3 separate regions of the Zea mays genome follow, and regions 1 and 3 are each linked to region 2. Evidence: chromatin contacts called from public Hi-C data. All regions are on one chromosome and are shown on one strand. The core of a region is the stretch at or near the end of the contact, and the rest is flanking DNA. Distances in the headings are between cores, read along the strand shown.

What was found. Hi-C and Micro-C count contacts between places; a contact is called where the count stands out from the background.
Region 1: a contact with region 2 is called in a Hi-C map of ear, with 3 times the contacts expected there. The contact joins the enhancer-like site here to the promoter of LOC100277465 in region 2. A contact is called at or near these places in 3 of 25 Hi-C or Micro-C datasets (ear and leaf).
Region 3: a contact with region 2 is called in a Hi-C map of ear, with 5 times the contacts expected there. The contact joins the promoter of LOC100273536 here to the promoter of LOC100277465 in region 2. A contact is called at or near these places in 6 of 25 Hi-C or Micro-C datasets (ear, endosperm, leaf and 1 more).

What each region holds. Positions count from the first base shown.
Region 1 is chr7:38,910,910-38,915,528 of Zm-B73-REFERENCE-NAM-5.0, reverse strand. No RefSeq gene overlaps it. Among protein-coding and RNA genes, the nearest start is that of LOC100273536, 59 kb to the right of the region's middle. Within about 2 kb of position 1,773, at least 17 of the 20 cell types and tissues checked have an H3K27ac peak or open chromatin away from gene starts, as enhancers often do. A contact at or near this core is called in ear and leaf, where this site is marked.
Region 2 is chr7:39,228,744-39,233,064 of Zm-B73-REFERENCE-NAM-5.0, reverse strand. LOC100277465 reads right to left here and starts at 2,875. Exons shown (of 2, transcript NM_001361292.1): 1 at 383-2,875. The coding sequence starts at 2,546. The coding sequence ends at 498.
Region 3 is chr7:38,852,558-38,856,829 of Zm-B73-REFERENCE-NAM-5.0, reverse strand. It overlaps LOC100273536 (putative protein kinase superfamily protein), which reads left to right and starts at 2,569. Exons shown (of 8, transcript NM_001147954.1): 1 at 2,569-2,787; 2 at 4,007-4,124. The coding sequence starts at 4,031.

The DNA.
Region 1 (4,619 bases), core at 524-3,023, 320 kb after region 2:
AAAGTTGGGTGCTCGCACATCAAATTTGTTGGAAGGCCCAACTTCGGCATATCGATTGATGGCATAACCACACTATAAGGAAAATAGACCCTCAGCCCATTTGACTAAGTGATTTTAGTGTTAAATGATCAAAATAACTTGTGGACTAATGTGTTTGCAAGTGTCTATGGTTGTAGTCCATAGGATGCAAAAGTGACTTGGACTAAGGCACTGAGGAAGAAACACCTCAAATGAAGACACTAGAAGATTCATAGAAGACCTTCAAGTATCAAGCATATGACCAAGACACAAGACTAGAAGAGCCCAAGCAAAGAAAACTTGAAGAAAATGAAGTGGGCTGCTTCTGGTGCACTGGACCAGTCCGGTGGTGCACTGGACCAGTTTGCTAGAGAGCACTTTCCGGGCACTCGGCCAGCTAGTGCACCGAACCTTGGGTCTGATGCATCGGACCTCGTCCAACAGTCGGCAACGACTAGTTCAACGATCACCTAGTCACTAAAAGGGAAATGCGATAGCCATTTCTACTTGTTTTCGTGATTAATTGTCCAACACACCATCATGGACTAACTCATGTGCTAAGTGTATGACAGTAGGTTCACTATTGTGTAATTTGAAGGTTTCAAGTCGAAAAGAGCTAAAATAGGGGCTAGAAATACAACTTTGAATGGTAAATCTATGAGGTTTGCACCTTTTGACATGTTGCATAGGACTATTACAATGTTTCTAGCATTTGTATTTGGTCTCTAACGCCTTCTAAAAAGAAAAGTGCATTTTGGGATTTTTTATGTAAGTTGCAAATCCTGGTGAAAGATTAAGTAAAAGGTGAGTTTCCTACACTTAGTTAGATTAATTATGTGCTAACAATTTTTGTCTAAGTGGTAGGAAAGCTTGCAGAAAGTCCAAATAAAATGGATTCAATTTGCAAAGAAAAGGACTTATTGTGCTAGTATGCCATTCACCGGACTGCCTCCATACGTGAACGGTCGACTCTCATGATTTTATCTATAAAAATAACTAGGTCGGTACCATACACGGTCTAGTGGTGCACCAGACTATGTGGTAATAGCTAGCTCTGGTGTCCAACGACTACTTCATGAGGAGGCGACACGTGGCGGTCCGGTGGTGCATGGACCCGGTTTGGTGCTCCCCCAGTTTGGAAGGATCCATTCAAGATTTCGGTGGCCACTCCCTGTTCCCGATCCAGTGGCGCAGTGTAATACCCAACTTTTGGAATATAAAGGAGTAGGATAAGCCTTTATGTTTTTTGCTTTTTACTCATGAGAATTATTAAGGGACATATTTAAAGTGAATAATCATTTAATAAAACATAAATAATCCATGCATCATGTTGGAGTTTATTTGTTTGTGCATTTAATAACAATAACAACACTATTAATAAAAAAATAACAATGAGGAAATTGAATTAAAACCTAAATTGAAATTAGGGTTTAAATGGGAAAAGGAGAGAAAGGAAAAGGAAAAAGAGTATAAAATATAAAGAAAAATATATAAATATATCTCCAAAATTGGTACTTTTAATTATGCAATATAATCTATGAGCAATCTGCAAATCAAATTTGAAATTCAAATTCTAGATTTGAAATTGATAAAGGAAATTCAAATAAAACAAAAAGAAAAAAGAGAAATCGTGCTTGGGCCGACTTCACCTTAACCAGCCCACCAAACTAACCGCGCGGCCCAGCTCCATCCTTCGGCCCAGACTAGTCCGGGAGGGAAAAAATAGCGCCGACATGCGGGACCGCCTTGTCACGCACGCCCTCGCGCGCTCGTACCACTGATTTGCGGGGCCCATCGGCCTATCACCAAGAGGCCTGGTCATCTTCTCGGCCGCGGCTGCGGGTGACCCCAATACCCCCGCACCTGCCGCGCGAGAACCTCGCTGACCGAACCAACACAGCGATTCTTCTAGAAAAGGAATTGACTTGGGCAATCTCTATAAGACCCGGGGAGTTCATGCGCCGTGAACTGTGCGACCAGTGGCCATCCTCCCTGTCCGCCATAAGAATCATGAGGGAGAGAGAGAGCTTCCGTGAACAGTCGGGGTTGCGCCGAGGGAGAAAGGGGAGGGTGCTGGAACCGTGGTGCTCTGGCGCGGGCTACTGGACTTCACCAGCCAATCCTTGGAGCACATCGGTGACCAACGTCGTCAACCACCGCGTCCCGAGGAGCTCGCTGATCTCATGAAACCAGCTTCGCGCGGCGTTGGAGTCTTGGCTACATAGTCCGGTAAGATGCCCATATGATCCCCATCCCTTCCACCGCGGGTAGCGTAGTGACGGGCAAGCCCACGGGCGGGGACGCTACGGGCCGGTCCGCCGGAGTATTGTGTGCGTCGCTGCTACCCCGGTCGTGGCAGGTCTCGAGGAAGGAGACGTGCTCGGTCCGTTGGATCGGCATTAGACGGCTACAATTAGTTCACTCCGAAATCGAGTCTGGATGGTTGGATCGTGATCAGGCGATCCAGATTGTGTTCAGCGTACCCCTTCGCTTGGATGTAATGTCGACCGTTAGATCGTAAATGGATGGCCGCGTGGCGATCCCAACGTTTTAAATCTAATCCGTCGGCTTAGATCGGGCGGCCGATACTTCAAGATACCCCTTTGCGATGGATATTTGCTTAAGAGCCCCTGGCCTTTAGGAAAACTAACCCGCTGTCCACGACAGGGAAGAAATAATTGAAGTTAGGTCTAGAAAATTATGAGTTAGCCCCTGTGTTCTCGGATAATTATGTCTGCGGTCCATAAATATTAAAGTTAATCATAATTAGCACAGAAATTTATTTCTAGTGTAAAAATAACCCTAGAACTTGTTTAATTCATAGAAATTCCATTTTAATTTCTTTTTGATCTATTCCAGTGGCATTAATTTTGTATTAATATTGTTTATCACTTAGTAACTTTGTTTAGTCATGAAACATAGATTAAAATTATCTACTTAATTTATCTCATACCAAGCACTTAATAACTTCGGAAAATCGTAACTCGATAACCGTAACTTCGATTTTAGTGATTCTTGTTCCTACGATCTCGTTACGATGCGTAGAATATTATCATGCATTTTGTTTTATTGTTTGATGTGATGTTAATTTCTGCTATACTATGATTGTTTGTATTGTTGCGAGTAGGTGAGCAAGCCATAGAGGATCTAGGTGTTCAGCAGGTGGAGAGTGTTGAGCAGGAGCTCGTTGAAGCAAGTTGTGCCCTTGATCACTTCTATTTACCTAATAATGTTCTTATTAGTCATTATGATCTGCATAGGTTAATTTTGATGGGACCCAATAGGTTACCCTAGTCTGGCTATCCTTATACCTTGTTTACCACTGAACTTTTGGATAGTACCTGCTATTGCTTTATGTGGTTTTGGTTATTGAGATACACATTATTCATGATCATGCTTTTATTATCAGTATGTTATTTACTGCTCATGATAAGATCATTGTGTTAATTGGAACATGGAGCGACCACCCAGGAAAACAGTGCTACCACAAGGGTGGTATGGGATGCCCTTGGCTGACTAATTAGGAAAGCTAGTGAATGACTACCTTACCCGAAAGTGGCAAGGGCAGTAGGGGAGTGGTCGGTGTAGGGAGGTTCTCGGGTTGATTTTGCTGCGATGGCGGTCAGATGAGGGATTCCTGCATTGGGGCTTCCTATAACTGTAGCGGGTTTTCTAAAGTTAGTGGAACTTTGTAAAGGCCTCGTAGTGTTATCGTGCCTCGCTTCCTTGGTAGAGGTATATGGAATTCATGACCCCTTGGCAGTTGGGTAACATGACTTGTGGGTAAAGATGAGCAACCTCTGCAGAATGTAAAATTGGTATATCAGTCATGCTCACGGTCATGAGTGGCTCGGACCCTCACATGAGTAACTTATGGAATTAAATTCAATTTGTCATTTGCATCGTATTATGGTTTATTATTAATTTGATCTATTATTACCCTGGTTTGGTATTTACTTACATTTAGTAACTGCTAATAAAACTTGACCAACTTATTAAAAGCAATGCTTAGCTTTAACCATTATTTATTGATCAGCCTTACACTTCACATGAGCTCCCACCTTTGGTGAGTTCATGCACATTATTCCTGAAAGGGAAATGGGCTTAAAACATTTCCTATAATCGATTTTGGTATTTGACGTCCATCACAAACCACGTGGACCAACTAGTTTGCCCAGATGTCTTTTATCTCAGGTGCATAAGGATCAACATAAACCAAGAAAGAAATTAAGTTGGGGACTCAACCAAGTTTGGAGCAAAGACTAGCAATGGTGCTGCTAGTGGCGCACCGGACACTATCCGGTGCCCAGGCCGAGCACCTCCCAAACTGGCCACTCTTGGGTTTCTCAGGGAACCTCTCCGCTATAATTCACCGGACAGTGTCTGGTGAGCCAATAGAGCAATTGTCACCTGCGGGCAACGGTCGACGCAAAAGTGAATAGTGTGCAGTCAGAAGTCAGAGCAGCGATGTCAGAACGCACCGGACATGTCCGGTGCGCTAGAAGACAAAGGACTTCAACGGTCAACCGCTCCAAACCCTAACAGGCAGCTGACCTGGCACGTAGTGCCATGTCCGGTGCACCACCAGGCTGTCCGGTGTG
Region 2 (4,321 bases), core at 1,626-4,125:
GAATAAAGTGACTATTTAGATTTTCCTAGGATGCAGTGTATAGACATAACTAGTAAGGGCCATGGGCCACAGCTGAGGATCATGTGCACTATACGGTTTACCAAATGGGTGACATACAACCTCTTCTGCAACTACAGTATAGATTTATTTAACCAAAGCACTGAATCAGCAATGAGGTAGAGAAATTAGGAGGATAGCTAGATAGTATAATTAGTCTAGATCTGCGCAGAAGTATACAGTATAGCAAAATATAAAATTTAAAGTACACATGAAACTCAGTGACATACACAAAGCAACCTTTAAGGAAAATTATGAGCACCTACTGCCAAGAAAGTCCTATGAAGTACCCAAAAAATAGCATATGAAGAATAAGGACAATTACCAGCTGAGGAATTTTAGCCAGCAGTTGGCTTGATGATCCCAAAGTGAAGCATAATGAAAACTTCAAAAATAAAGGTAAAAGAAGGAGATTACTGCCTTCTAAATAGATACTCCAGCTACATAGTTAACTGTCCAATCCATTCGTCAACCATCCCATAGTCAATGCTTAGCTCCCTCAACGGTGGAATGTTTTCCATGGCAAAGATCATGAGGTGGGGGTAAGACACATTGTAATGATCAAACAGCACAAACTGGACAAACACGTTTGGACTGCAACTGTGGCTGAAATAGCATGCCACATTCCTTGCCCTTGACACATCAATTGCAAATTTTAACTCAGGAATAGAAGGATGGTCTGGCGCCACATAATCAGGGTAGACATCAGATATATCACCCCAATCCAACCACCTTGGAGGAAACCTACTTGGACGCACCAAGCAATCGCCGTTTGCTGCCACAACCTCTGACTGCTGGTGAGTAAGGATAATCCCGCTGAACTCACAAATGAATGTGCCAGCCTTAATGAGATCCAAAGACCGAACTCCCCACCCAGTCTCCCTTGACCGGAATACCTCAAGCCTATGTTGAAGCCCCTTCTGACTAACCCTGTTGGGGCAACTAGGTGGGCATCTGCAGTATGGCCCACACTCATATACCAGTGGCTTGCCTCGTAGCAGGGTTCCAGTCCTATCATATGCAAACTCGCCACCATTCCTCCCTGCACAGTTACATCCAATTGAGCAAATCTCAGCACAATCACAACCACCACCACCACCTTCAGCAAACTTCCCCTGGACAGCAGAGGTAGGAAATATTGGACGTGCCAGATATTCGAATAAGAGTGGGTCCTGATCATCATCAACATCATTGAAGAGTGCAACTGACAAGGTATCACGGCCCATGGAGATATCAAAGCTCAAATACCCTGTTGGCCTTATAGCAAACACATCCACCTTAAGCTGTTCAGCTACTCGATAATTCACACTACCCATGGGTTCTTGGCCCTCAATCCGCAGCAGTCTATACTTATAAACACCAAACCCAGATTTCCCACGGTCGAGCCAGTAGTCAACAACCTTGTAGAGGCCATCGTAGAAGTAAACCTTACCAACAGGGCTTCGTCTTGACTTGACAGCACGGATTACACGAATCTCAATACCATAAGCCATGCTGCGCTCGAGGGCAAGATTGCCGCCCTCCAGCTTCTGATCGACGCAATGCTTGTGGAGGTTGGGATCACGGCCGCCATGCCCAGTGTACACAAGTACATCGCCGTGATCATCATCATCCTCATACCCACCAGATACAATTATAGATGTGGCTATAGGCTCCCCAGATGCAGACCTCCCTGCACTGACATAATCAATTCCGGCCTGCACCTGGCCATGGAGTCCAAGCACGCAAAGCTCCATGCGGAAGAAGAAAGCGTCACCCACCGAGATCCCGGGCATCGGCCCGACGATGCGGCGGTCGCGATTGAGCCAGAGGTCGTGGTCCCCCATGAGCGCTGCGGCACGCAGGTCCGCGCGGACGCGGCGCCGGTCCCTGGCAACGCCGAACCCGGCGACGGCCGCAAGGCCGAGGGACTCGGCGCGCTCGTCGTCCCTGAGTAGAAGCCCGCGGAGGCATTCGAAAGTGATGCGCGCCCTGCGCACGAGGTCGCGGAAGTAGATCTGGTCCTGCACGCCGAGCGAGGAGACCCGCACGAGGTCCGACGAACGCGGCCGGCGCTTCTTCACGACAGACCCGGACCCCGACTGCACCACCGCCGGTGCGGCCGCCTCCGGAGCTAGCGCTGGGATGATCGCCCCGGACCTCGCAGACGAGAGGTAGAGGCCCGCGAGGCGGTAGTACTCCCGAAGGAGCGCGTCCTCGTCCAGGTTAGGCGGCAGCGACTGCAGCGGCGCCATCACCGGAGCGGACGAGAGGTCAGGAGTCGCTGGCGACAGAGGCGCCGTGGCCTCAGGAGCCGGAGCCGCTGCATGCTGCTGCTGGGGCGTCTGGGTTGGGGGCGCAGGCAGCGGCAGGGGCCCGAGCTCTGGTGACGCGGGCTCCGACTTGGGCTCCCTCTTGAGGAACGGCAGGAAGTTGAGGTCTATGGACTCCGAAGACCCGGCCGGAGACGATATCGGCGACGACGACGGCGAGGATTCCACCACATCCATTTCCACAACCAAACTTCCCTGTCCGTCCTCCCTTGCCTCCTCCGCTCCAAAACTCCCCAAACGCTCGCGGGCTCGCGGCGCGTAACGGAGACGGCAAGGTGAAGGCTGACGTGGTCTGCAGGGGAGTGGAGGATTTCACCAACTAATGACTGGTTAGATGACGTTGGTGCAGGCAAGAAAAAAAAATGGCAGAACGAGGCAGAGGTTGCGAAATCTCCAAAATGGAGCGCCCTTCACCGGAGCGGAGCTCGAAGGAATTGCGAAAATGGAGCGGAGAGGAGGCCGAGAGCAGTAGTCTAAAAAAAGTAGATGCCCCACTTTCTCGTGCTCTCCACAGTTACTGACAACTTGGCAAGCAGGCCCTCGGACAACTGGTCTGGTATTCCGTATAAAAACGGCATTTATTATGATTAGTAGTAGCTCGGGACCCGTGCAGGGTTAATCTGATATGAATATTATCATCGGCGGTGCGTTGAATGCGCTACAGCTAATATCTGGCTTAAAAGTTGCTAGCACGACAATCCACTGACAATTGTTTGTCTATATATGTATTAAAAAATTAAACAAGTCATATCGAATAGTTATATAGTGACTAGGTATATACCCGTGCGTTGCGACGAAAGACAAATTGACGAGCCTCCAACCGCTCAAGGCCTAGCGACGTGTGGCGTGACTGCAATGGTGATGGGAACGCTCGTGGGAAACAGTGCCTCGTTGCAGAGGATCACGAGCCTAAGCACGCCACCACTCAACGCCATGAGTTCCATCATCCTTTTGCGGGGCTGCCATTGCCACGAGCTCCATATATAAAATGAGTTGTTCAGATCATAATAAACAAAACAATGGTTTTGTTTAATTCATGTACTGCCTTCTAATATTAACAAAGTCTCAGACAATATTGACAAAGCATATATTCTTATCTAATTGCCTCATTCTTGATAAACCCACACAAGAATAGAAGAGCAGAAAAAATATAGATCAAGCAAGCATATCAAGGATATAGTATTTTTAGACAAAATACATAGCAAGTTTTGTGTAGCAGTTCTAGGCATGCCAAATACAGTGGCAATGCATAGCAAGTCTAGGCATGGCTATCGAATTTATGCAAACAATACTCATTCTTCACATGTTCTGTTGAATACATGTACTGCCTTCTAATGTGGTCGCAATGGTCCAATTGGGGCTTGGGGGCAAAAATTCAGCAAACACAGCATATGCATACTTTGGCCATCAGTCCAAAGCACACAAGTTAAATCGTTCCAGACTCAGGAGAGTTGACTTACAAATTTTCAAAACATCAAACAGTGGTACCATAATGCTACAGTAGCACCTCTTATTCTACTTTTCTCCCATGGACATCTCAATTTTGTGGGACACACAAGGCAATTACATGGCACTATAAGATAATCTGGTTCAGGTATAATCTCTTCACATGTTTGTGTGAATCACACGCTTAACACAATCAGAAGCACGTATTTGAGGTTGGTGCAAGAGAACTCTATCTTCTTAACAGATAGAGTTCTGCATCTGGCTGCTGCTCACAATCCTTGGTTATGTCACCAGAATCATCTACGCGATCTATGTCCTTGCTGCTCTCGACTTTGACCAGCACGAGAGGGAATACTACACCCTTGCTTAGAGCATCTGGTTGTGTCAGGCGGGCCTGCACAGTTGAGTCGAAATCAGTATTTTTCTCGTGTGGATTGTCTGACATGGCATAACCGGCAATGGGTAACCAAGTGTGTGGTCTAGTGCTATATCTCAGTTACCCAACT
Region 3 (4,272 bases), core at 1,320-3,819, 380 kb after region 2:
TATAAAATCAACTAAGGGTATTATCACCATTTCCTTTGTAGCCGTCTTGAGCAAGCCTTGAGGATTTCTTCTTCTATCTTTGTTGACACATTCACACTATGGAGCTGAAGGTCGTTGTTCGTCTTTGTGTTTGTGTGTTAGTTGCACATTGTTTCCAAACGAAGGTGACCTTTGTCGACCGCTCTGTTACACCTAAAACAGACTTATAAACTATTGAGAAATCAATGCTTTGAGGACCTTAGGCCGAGAAAGGCCCCAACATTGATGTAGTTCATATTTTCATGGACCAACATACATTCTTGTTACCTTAAAGAATTTGTTAGTCCACACATGTTGCCATTAATTACCAAAACATAAATTAGGGCCTATATGCTCATAGAGTGGATGGTTGGGGGCACACGATGCTGGGGCGCGGAGGCAACTACGATGGGCATCGAGGCCGCCGTCGCTGCATGAGACCATCAAGGGGGAGGTGGGAAGAGAAGAGCACAAGTGTTGGGGCGACACAGTGGCCTGTGAAGAACGATGACGCAGAGGGAGGCATGCTCTATGGACGAGAGAGAGAGAGAGAGAGAGAGAGAGAGAGAGAGAGAGAGAGCAGTAGCAGTTAGAAAGAGGAAGCTGGTGGCAGCCATGGGAGAAGAGGGGACTTGAGGCGGTGGAGGAAGGACCTGACAATGTGAGAGCGTTGCTGAGTGACATAGAGGCAGGGGAGGTGTAGCTCGGGTCACCGGCCGCCGGAGAGTGGAGCATGACCATCCGCACGACAGGGGAGTTGGCGCATGGGGCGTCGACCACCGACGTGACTGGGCAAGGGAGTTGCACGTCTGGCGAGAGGGTAACCGCGATAGTGGAGTGGGGGCATCGCTTGCCGACCGTCGACGTGGTTGGGTAGGGGAGGCACACGCCGAGGGAGATGGGAACCACGACAAGGGTTTCACCAGGTGGTCGCATCAAAGGGGGATGGGGGAGCCTGGCGTAGCCATGGGAGGCTCGCTAGCCATGGAGCAGGCGACGCTTAGAGCTTAGAGAGGGAGAGAGGAAGAAGGCAGAAACAGTGCCCTGATACCATGTTGTAGGGTGAAACTTTTAACCCTAACCATGGTTGGGATGCTATATTAATGATGTGGGCTAATCTAAGCTTGTTACAGCTAACACATCCAATCAAAGAAGAAGAAAAGAAAAATGTCGTTGTGGTTAGCGATGAAAACGGATGGAAAAACCCTTCTCCCGTTTCGCTCATGCAGTTCATTGTCGAAAATGGGTGCAGGAGCGGAACAACCACGGATGGAAACGAGTCTGAGTTACACGGGTTTACGGAAACGAACCAATACAGTCGAAAATTAACCGAAAAACGAACGGAAATTACCTCAACGAAAAAATTACCTGGAAACAAATAATCACAAGGTGTCGTAGTCGTAGTCCAAATTCAAATTCAACAGTCCACTAAACAACGAGAAAATAAGTCCACGTGATTATATGACCACATGTCCACATAGACATTAAACATGTCACACTCACACATTGACACACATACATACATAATAAAAGTTCTTCAAGGTCTTCATGACATCTAGCATTTGCAAATGATTCAAACACCAATTCACCATGACATCGGGCATTTGCAAGATTTCTTCACGGTTTGTCATCTTCAGCCATGAATTGGGAGCAGATACTTGAAATTTAGAAGCAGCAAGCGCTACGAAATTGAAACAAGCAAATGCCTGAATTTTAGAAGCAAACATGTATGCATGTAGGATGCAACAACCAACAAGCATCATTGCGCCAAGCAGCAAGCGTCATTGCACCAAGCAGCAAGCAATTGAAACAAGTAAATGTCTGCTGCTGTTAGAACTTGCAAGCAATTGAAGCAAGCAAGGTGTGAGGTTGATCCACGACTAGACCGCGTGATTACTAATTCTTCGATGGACTGGAGGACTAGAGGTGTGGAGGAGGTCGTTACCTGAAGGCGAAGGTCGATGGTGAGCTGGTTCCGGTGCCGTGCTGCGTGCTGCGTGCTGCACTGCTGGCCCGACGTCTAGCGTGGCCTAGCTGCCGAGATGGCACAAGTGTGTGACAGCGGCCGCGAGCGAAGGTGAGTGGGAGTCCCGTGTCCGTGCTCGACGTGTCTCGACAATGGTGAGTTGGTGAGTCGCGGAGTCGGTCGTTGGCGTGACGGTGCCTGGAGGTGTCTTATGTTGAGCCACGTCACAGCGTCCACGTGCCGAACTGGCAAACATGGGAGTGGGCTTAGGGTTTCACGTGTGTACCGTTCCTTAGCCTATTAGGCTTGTCGCATTGGGCCTAACGGTGAGTGGTGACGGCTTTACAATGTACACCTTGTGGCTGTGGGACTTAATCTTCACGTTAAATTTGGAAATATCCAGATGAAATATAGGATCTCAACAATCAGAACGGAAAATAGTATTTCTCATTTTTGTTTTGTTCCCGCAGACTCTCAACTCGTAACCTGTTTCGTATCTATATTTTCCAAAAATCCGAAAACAGACGAACGATGTATAGAAAACGGAGCTGATAGGAACGAGATTTTTTACATCCATTTTCATCCCTAGCTGTGGTCCCACAGGTCGCACCATTCTCCCCTCTTCTTCCGCCGATACACACGCCCTGCACGGGGGCTCGCCGAGGCTTCAGTTTACTACTGAAGCACGCACCGCAGCGTCTCCACCTTCTGCTCAACCTCCGCTTCCGTAGGTGCCGGCGCTAAGCGAGGATCCCTCCGTTCATCGGTCCCGACGGCACCTCGACTCGTTTCGTCGGTCGCTGGTAAGGAAGCCCTAACTATTTTCTTCCTCGGATTGACTGCTTCCTTTTTCGAGTTGAGATCAGTTCAGTTGGAGAGATTATCTATTTCTATGCTTGTGTGCCCTCGAATCCAAATCTTCCTTTCGTGGTGCGGATGCGTGAACGGTCCTCCAATCCAATCCCCTTCGAGGTACATGGACTGCTTGCTTGCTTGATGTGTGGTGGACCTGTACTGGTAGCAGCATGTAAATTATTAACTTTCTCTTGGGATTGGTGGAAACACCAAAGGTCGCCCCTGGTAATAGCGGAAGAACTTGATCTTATACGTCTTTTTTTTCTTCTTGGGATCTCCTTACGGTTCCAAGATGTACTGGTCTCCACGCCCTTGTTGAAAAGGCTGGCTGAAAGCGACCCTCATTGCTGCAATCACTTGTTCACTCACCTGAATAGTGAATGCTATCTGAAATGTATAACTCCAAACCCTCTGGAAAGAGAAATAAAATGGTACCTGCTAAGTTATTCTCAGACTTACAGCTATCAGCCTACTAATATGTGAATAAATTTGTTAGCTCGCACATTAAATAGGTCAAACATTCATGCTAACTGCCTTACTAAATTTGTTTGATGAGTATGGACGGATTGTACTAAATTTTTGTGATGAATACAGACGAGTTGTACGCCGGCACCTATTGGGCCTGTTTGGTTCAGTTTTTTTCTGACCATATTTTCTGAGAATCTAGCCGTGGAGAGAATCTGGCTGTGGGAAGAATCTGAGTATCGTGGGGATTACGGGCCTGTTTGGTTCGTGTCTAACTGCGCCACACTTTGCCTAAGGTTAGTCGTTCGAATTGAAGAACTAACCTTAGGCAGAAAAGTTAGGCAAAGTGTGGCAAGTTAGGTAGCGAACCAAACAGGCCCTACATGCGGAGAAATATGAAATGGATCAAAGGGTTCAGGATCTAGAAAACGATGGATTCCTACTATCGTTACTACTCGACCGATTCTGTGTTCATTTTGATTTTGAACGGTTTTTAACGATTCTTATAGAAGTGGGCTGAAAAGTTGGGGCGTTTGGCAGTCCGCAACAGCTTTTGGTGGACATAAACTAAAAAAAGCCCAAACAAACAGCTCCATTGACTGATTGATTGCATGTAGTCATGCTGCTTGTGTATGAGGAATGCCTTCTTTCTGAACTTTCCATTTATCTCTAATTGTTGTGTTTTTGTTGCATGTACCGAAGTGGCGACGGGTGATTGACTGCGATATGAGGCAATGGTTATGTTGTAACTGCCACTTTGATGACGAGGAAGATGGCCATGACAAGGAACAGGCCAAAGCTCAGAGCAATAAGATAGACCGTACGATGCTTGCTTTCAATGCTTTTCTTTGTTTGGTCCTGTGAATTCTGGTATGACTGGGCCAGTTGAAGGTTATGTAGGGACCAACCTTTTGTTCTCTCTTGACGTCCATGGGAGTTAGGAAACTTCAGTCGTATTCATTCTGAAG